Linked DNA regions of Gossypium hirsutum: region 1 is linked to region 2. A link is a contact called in public Hi-C data. All regions are on one chromosome and are shown on one strand. Each heading gives the region's core, a stretch centred on a gene start, on an enhancer-like site or on the middle of the called end of the contact. The rest is flanking DNA. Distances are from core to core; before and after follow the strand shown. Region 1 holds the start of LOC107886428 (nuclear transport factor 2A). Region 2 overlaps LOC107886429 (histidine kinase 3).

Evidence for each region. Hi-C and Micro-C count contacts between places; a contact is called where the count stands out from the background.
Region 1: a contact with region 2 is called in a Hi-C map of leaf, with 2.3 times the contacts expected there. The contact joins the promoter of LOC107886428 here to the enhancer-like site in region 2. A contact is called at or near these places in 2 of 34 Hi-C or Micro-C datasets (callus and leaf).

Annotation. Positions count from the first base shown.
Region 1 is chrA03:76,565,842-76,569,639 of Gossypium_hirsutum_v2.1, reverse strand. LOC107886428 (nuclear transport factor 2A) reads right to left here and starts at 1,285. Exons shown (of 2, transcript XM_016810382.2): 1 at 654-1,285. The coding sequence starts at 947.
Region 2 is chrA03:76,413,627-76,417,557 of Gossypium_hirsutum_v2.1, reverse strand. It overlaps LOC107886429 (histidine kinase 3), which reads right to left. Exons shown (of 12, transcript XM_016810386.2): 11 at 3,449-3,814; 12 at 2,765-3,251. The coding sequence ends at 3,571. Among protein-coding and RNA genes, the nearest start is that of LOC107886429, 7.6 kb to the right of the region's middle. Within about 2 kb of position 2,472, at least 3 of the 9 cell types and tissues checked have an H3K27ac peak or open chromatin away from gene starts, as enhancers often do. A contact at or near this core is called in leaf, where this site is marked.

The sequences.
Region 1 (3,798 bases), core at 36-2,535, 150 kb before region 2:
TGTCACTTATGCGAAAAAGACAAGTATAAAAATGAAATGAGTACAAGCAAAGGGCGCAATAAACAAAATGAAACAAAAGCAAGCTCTTGAATGCAGTGTCTATAGTATAATTACCTACACAACTACGGCCCACACCACGCTTATAGCAAGAGGATAGGAATATCCAGGACCGACACGGTCCAAATAATTGATGACAAGGAACATGTAAATGTGCAGTTCCAGGTTGCAAAACAAAGTAAAAGTGGAGCAGGTTCTATGGAAAGATGGTGGATCCAAAAACAAATCCACATCTTCCAAAACGTATTATGGCACAATTTAATGAAATCGGGTTTATAGCCGAAATAACATTTTTTTTACCTGAACCAATCCCATCAATATAGATGCAAAATGAATGAAAAATGTGCAATTCCTGGAACTGTAATCTTAAGCAAATCCGATGAGCATTAATGCTTAAACATCACAGATAAGACCATTATTAAGATCCCATAGAGAACATTTCCATTCCCGCTCCGGCTTCGGTCAGATCAAAACACCAACTTAAAAGATCCACCAATACGAAATGGAATCGTGAAATTAACACAAGGATATAACCGATGAATTCAAGAGTGACACATAAGATTAGCCGTAGATGGCTGAGCTAATAAGAAAAATACCTGGCTGAACTTGAGAGCATGCTGCTCGCCAACGAGTTGGAGGTTACCGCTGACGAAGACGAGCATGCCGCCGGAGCCGGAAGGCTGGCAATCGACGGTGGTGATGTTGTGCTTGCACTGCTGGAAAGGAAGGCTGGTGAGTTTAACGACGATGCTCTGAGAGCCCTGGATCTTTTGACCTTCGAAGGTCAACATGGAACCTTCCTGGTAGAGATTGGCTAAACCGGCCCGGTTGGCATCGAATGTGGAGTAGTAGTGCTCGACGAAGGCCTTGGCTACTGCGTCTGGATCCATCTCACTTTTTTTTTCTTTATATGAAATTGAGTTGTGGCTTCTAAATCACGCCACCAAAGCAGCAGCAGCAGCCAACAGAATGAAGAAGAAGAAGGAGAAAGAGAGGCGACTGGCGAGCCAAGATTTGAGAGAGGGTTTTCCTTTTTTATCTCTTTTTTTTCTTATTTATAATAATAAATATTGAGGTGTATTTATAGGAGGATTGATCCAACGGTTCATTTTGAATCATAAAAAATTAATATCAAAATCGAACAGTGGATGCCTGCCGGCGTGTTTTTCTTAATTTCATTTCTTTCATTTATTTTATTTATCAGTCACTGTAGAAAGGGCCCTCACTTATACACCCTCTTTTCTTTGCGTCAATATAACGCAGCTAAGCCAAGCAAATTTATTGGTAAATCTTAAGAATAGTCCCTCTACTTATCAATTTGTTTGGATTTAATTCATTACTTTTGTTTGATTGAATCTTTACTTTTTAAATGACTCATTGTCAGTCCATTGAATAACTTTTCTTTCATTAATTCCGTTTAAAATTGAAGTATAATTACCTGTTAAACCTCTAACACTTGTAACTTTTGTGAATTTGGCATATGCTTCTTCTTTTTTTTTCTATCTTGAACCCTTTTATCTTTTGAGTTTTTATCAAATTGAAAAATTTTCACTACAATTTAACAAAACCATTAGAAATTATACCATATGTACAAGTACATTATAATTGTCGTGCTCCTATTTTGTTGTGTATGTCACTCAGCAAGTAATTTAAAATTAAAAAAATTAAATATATAAAAATTATAAACATTTTTGCTATACCCCTACTCTGCTTAGATATGTAACAACAAGAGAAGTGATTTAAAAGGCCCCTACAGATGAACTTCCAGTTGGTCACCTCATAATCAACCATTAACATATTTTATGCCACCCATAGGAAAGGCACCCCACCCGCCTTTGATCGCCTGTTCATTATACTTGTCCATGGGTCGGGTCGTTCGCCCAAAATATAAGAGGGTTTGGACAAAAATATAGGCTTAAAAATTGAGTTTATGCTTATGAATAAGACCCTTTTAAAAAATAGATCGGGTTTCAAGTAAAGTTTTTTCAGCTCGAGCCTAGCCTGATTTTATTAACCTAAATATTTTACCCCTGTTCCCAGCAAACCAAGTTCCTCATATTCCTCTTTCTCTTCCCAATCCTTAATTCCCTTTTCGATCTCTATTTCCCCTTCCTTAATCCTTAATGACTAAATTTTTTTTCTTCATACTTTTTTGCCACTGATGCTTCTTGCTTCATTTGTCATATCTACTTCTTCCTGCTTCCTAGTTTTCTTTTCTTTTCTTTTCAAGTTGAGGGGGAAAAAAAAGGAACCTGATCGAAGGTTGAGAAGTTATCAGCAATAAACCCATACTTCTGCTTTGTAGATTGCTTTCTTTATAGTTGGGAAGGTTTATTATGACTAGTACTATCATTAATCGAAGCAGTGTTTCCCTCTCCGAAAGTAGAAACTTGTAACGGTGCGGCAGCCATGGATGGTCTGTTTAGAAAGAAAATTACCCATCTCATTTTCTTTTTCGTCGTCTTCTTTTCTTTGATAAAATTAGTTTATTTATATCGTATTATTCTAAACAAGCATAATAAAGAAAAATAGTAAATGTTTTGGGGTTTGGTGAAGCAAGAATATATATACACACTGGCTTACCTCATTTCATCAAAGGAAACCTAAATATTTGGTGTAGAAATCCTTATGTTATGTGAAACGAAAAGAACCAAATTTGTTCTTTTCTTCAAGCAAACAATATGCTCATAAAAAAATAATAATAATTTTTTTAAAAAATTGGCCAAATCGGGCCAGGCTTGAGTTTCATATATATAAACTGGGCCGGGTTTTGACAAAAATTTAATCTTGTTTTTTGGGTCAGGCCAAGCCTAAGCCTACCAATCAAGCTTAAGATTTTGATTGGACTTAGTCAGAACCTGACCCAACTCGACCTATGGACACCTCTACTGTTCACTTTCCTATCAAGCCACCTACTATTAGCGACCCATTCTTATCCCCAAGAGGGGACCACCAAGGGACTATTGAAGCCTAACAAGCTTCTACTACCTCCGTAAATGGAATGTTAGAGTATGCCCACACAAAATTAAACTTAACAACAACCAACATATAACAGGCCTGCCACTTGACTGGCCACATGAGCAGGCCATCGCTCGTGCTGTTGATGACGTAACATTACAAGCAAGGAGACCTTCTCCCTATGTATACCCAACATACAATACAAAATTGATTTTCTTCCCACTTTTACTCCCTTTAGCAATATACCCTAGACTTGCTACTTGACTGACCACACGAGCAGGCCACCACTCGTGTTGTTGATGACGTGACATTACAAGCAAGGAGACTTTCTCCCTATATATACCTAACATACAATACAAAAGGGATCTTATTCCCACTTTTACTCCCTTAAGCAATATACTTTAGTCTCCCTTCTCCTTCCTCCTCCTCTTTCTCCTCTTCTTTAGATACTTTGACTCTCTGCCTATAACAGGTGAACCGGTCTCCCTGTCACCATTATATTCTCCTTTTTTGTCCCTTTTTGTTAAACATTGGTATCAACAAATTTCAAGAATTCTAAAAAAATTAAAAACTCTTCAAAATTAAAAATTAGAAAAAAATATAAAAAGCTCGTAAAAATGATCCCTCTATTTTACAAATTGCTCATTTTCAACCATTTTTATAACTTTTTTCTCTTAACTCCATTTAAAAATATGATGTAACTTTTTGTATTTTACTTACTATTGCATATGTAGGGACGCCGCGAAGGGGGAGCAAGCTAAACACCCCCGCCCTAAAAAAAAG
Region 2 (3,931 bases), core at 1,223-3,722:
AATAGATCCTTATAGATTAACCTATCACATTTCAAAAGTGTCACACATAAGTCCTATTAACTAAATTCACATGCAATTGACTAAATTCAAACATGAAATTTTCACACATGCATATATACACATAATAAGCATCAAATATGACAGTTAATTATTTTTGTGACTCGGTTTTGTGGTCCCGAAACCACTTCCCGACTAGGGTCAATTTAGGGCTGTCACAAATGGACTCAATTTACGTCCTAGAAAAATTACCATTTTGCCCCTAACTTTTTCATAAAATTTTGATTTTGTCCTTAGGCTCGGAAAATGAAACTTGTGCAAATTACATCCTATTCCAAGCCTAACCAAAGCCCCCATTACAATTTATGCAGCACATGTATTCATAAAACTTCAAAATTTTTCATCAAATTTTACAACTTTTCATTTTAATCCCTAAATCATGTTTTCATCAAAAATCACTTTGTAAAAGTAGTTTATCTATCAATAATCTTTCATTTTCTGCCATAAATTTCTAATTTCCAGCATATACATCCATGACCCATTTTTCATACCTTGATAACTTTTCAAATTAATCCCTCAAGTAGAGAGATTAAGCTATCCTGATTTCAAAAATATCAAAATTACTAAAAACGAGATAAGGAAACTTACCCAATTAAGCCTTAAAAGTTTCTTCTCTCTCTCCTAAGGTTTCCGTGTGTCTTTAGGTTGAAGATGATGAAAATAAGATGATATATTTTCTTTTCATCTTTTAATTGATTAGGTATTTTACTATCTCCAATTTAGTCCTTGCTCTTTTTCTATATTTCCATGGATGAGTCACCAAGAAAAATCTACATACTTTTCTTAATGGTCTAATTACCATGTAAGGACCTTAAGTTTTGAATTCCATAGCTATTTGATCCTTATAGCTACTAGAATTTAACTTTCGCATTTTATGCGATTTAGTCCTTTTCAAAATTAAACACTTAATCGATAAAATTTTTGTATCAAATTTTTCACACAACATGCCTATTATAGAACGGACCATATAATGAAATAAAAATAAACCTTATTTTTGGGTCGGATTTGTGGTCCCGAAATCACTGTTCCAATTTCACTGAAAAATGGGTTGTTACACATTATCTACCAACGGACATCTAAAGGTGAATGTTATGAATATCTTATTAAGTGAATGTCGATCAAGATCACGATAAGTTTTGACGTACTTTAAATTCTAATAGCCATCTACTTTATTTATGCTTCTTATGCCTATAAATAGAGACTTAAGATAAGCTTTGTAAATATCCTCATTGATCAATAAAAATACACTCTCTCTCTTTTGCTCTCCTATTTTCTTTGCTTTTTATGCTCTATCTTTTATTTTATAATAGTATCAATTTTTTTAAAAAGATATTTTTTATATATATTTGGAGATAAATATGAATATGGGATTAGAGTATTTTAAGACAATGAAAAGTTATTTAATCTATAGCAATTTAACATGGTGGATAATTAGTTTTGAGCCGTTTTAAGAGATAAATATGGTATTAAGTTATATTGAACATTAATTAATCTTGGTAAAGTAATATAGTTCAAGGGTTAATAAAACTGTTTGGGAAAAAAAGATTTAGGCCAAAAAAATTCAAACTACTTTTCCCAAAATGAAATATATTATTTTGAGGGATAAATATGGTATTGAGTTATATTGACATAAATTATTTTTTTAATTTAGGCAAAAAAAATTAGATATTAGAAAAAGTATGATAATTTAAGGGTGAAATCATGATTTAATCTTAAATTTAAATCATTTTATGTAAATTTTGATACATTCGTATATGTCAATTACGTTTCTATTATTTTTTGTCTTATATTGTGTTTTGTATAATTTATTACTATAATTTAATTTAGAAAATATTTTTTTTGTTCATGTCATATTTTAACTCATAACATATTTTCATATAATTTGCAATTAAATAAAAAAATTAGTTGTTTGTACTGTGTTCTCATTTTTTTACGGTAAAGTAGTATAAATCTATATAATTCTTCGTGTTAAAAATTCAAGTTATGTTATTTTATGTGACAGAATGTTTTTAAATATTTTATTTTATTTTATCAATTTTACATGATTTTGACAAGTGAAATTTTAAAATTATTTAGTTAAAAATAAAATAATTACATATAGAACATGTATCATACTTAAAAATCCGACTTAAGTCTGCAATGCGTAGTGCATGCATATTGTAGTTTTCATTATAAAAGTGCTATTAAGGGATTGAGTAGATCACTGGATTAGCGAAGAAGTTAGGGTGTTTTTGGAGGGACTTTCTCACGCCTGAAATCTGGGTGCTCCACGTTTGGTTTGGAGGTTGTTGGGATGCTCAGTGACTTGCAGAGGATTTTGCTCATTGGTCTATCATCAGCCGGATTAAACTACTTGTTCATCGTCCTGTGGTGCACAACCATAGAGAGGGAAACGGGGTTGCCTGACTTGTAGCGTCATGGTCAATTGGTGTTTGTACTTTTGATGGGCCAGACTTGTTGCTGATGAAAGCGGCTATACCCCCGTTATGTTCCTTTTTTGAAAAAAAAAAAAGGGTGATAGATAAATTCAAATGGATGCATTTTGTCACCTTTTCTCTTCTACTTCCATGAATTCCTATTTTTCAATGTCATAAAATATTCTATAATAAACTTTAATATATTAATAATTTATAATGATTTGATTTTCAAGCATATTTTTGTGCTGCGTTCATAATATTATTAACTACTAAACATGTAAGAAGAAAGCTTAACAAAAAGGTAAAGGAGTAATCAATCATTACGAATACAAGGTTAATGTACAAGGGTGCAATCTTCCCCTTCAATAGCTGAGAAGCAATCAATCTTCAATTCTTTCAATTCAATTTGGTCACTATGATACAATAAATAATGTTCAGAAAAAAACAGCTTTAATTTTGCAGGAGTTTTCATTACTAACACAACGAGGATTGCTGCAATTTTCTATGAACACACTCCAGGACTTGGAACTGGGTTTCTTCCCTCCATTTCCATTAGCAAACTGCTTTTTAACCCCAAAGTCAATTAGTTCTTACTGCACAGACATCTCAATTTACCAACCCTGCTGAAAAGGACTTGGAATTGGAATGACCAACTTTACAAATCAAAACAAAAGGATCAACAGGCTTTGCCATCTTAATTGTAAAACTACAAGAAAACTCAATCCCTATATTCAAGCATGATTCTATGTACACTCTGCAACAAAAACAAATGTTTCCCTGCAAAAACATCAACCATCACATACATGTCAACAGATCGGTAAAGCAGATAAACATGACGTTTTTAGTTTTTGTAAAAGTTTGAAAAAGTAATTGAATGGTCAAGCATAGGTACATCAAGCAAAACCATGAGGAAAACCTTATGAGTGGAAATACTTGAGAATTCAGAGTTTTTGAGATGAGGGTAAGGAACTCACTGTTGGGAATAATCTGAAATTATTGAGGTACCGCAAAGAATGCCAAAGTACAGGCAGTCCCATTAGTGCCCATGCCAAGTCATGAGCAGATGTTCTTCAAACAGTTTCTGATCTAATAATGCCTAATGGAAAAATCGTGAAACTTCCCGGTATAACTGCTCAGCTTCGAATGGTTTTGACACATATCCATCCATTCCACACCGTAGGCATTCCTCGTGTGTAGCTTGGATAACATCTGCTGTCATAGCCAAAATGGGTACATGCCAGTTTGAAACACTGTTGTAATCATCCACTGAAATTTCTCCAAATTTAATATGATTATTGATATTCTGTTCCACATCCCGAATTCTCCTCGTAGCTTCAAATCTGTAGGGAGCCGAAGAAAAAACTATTAGCAATGAACATGACTGAGAATATAATCGAGAAACACTGAGACGCAAACAGCATCCATTAAAGATAAGACATCACAGAAGGCATCTTCAA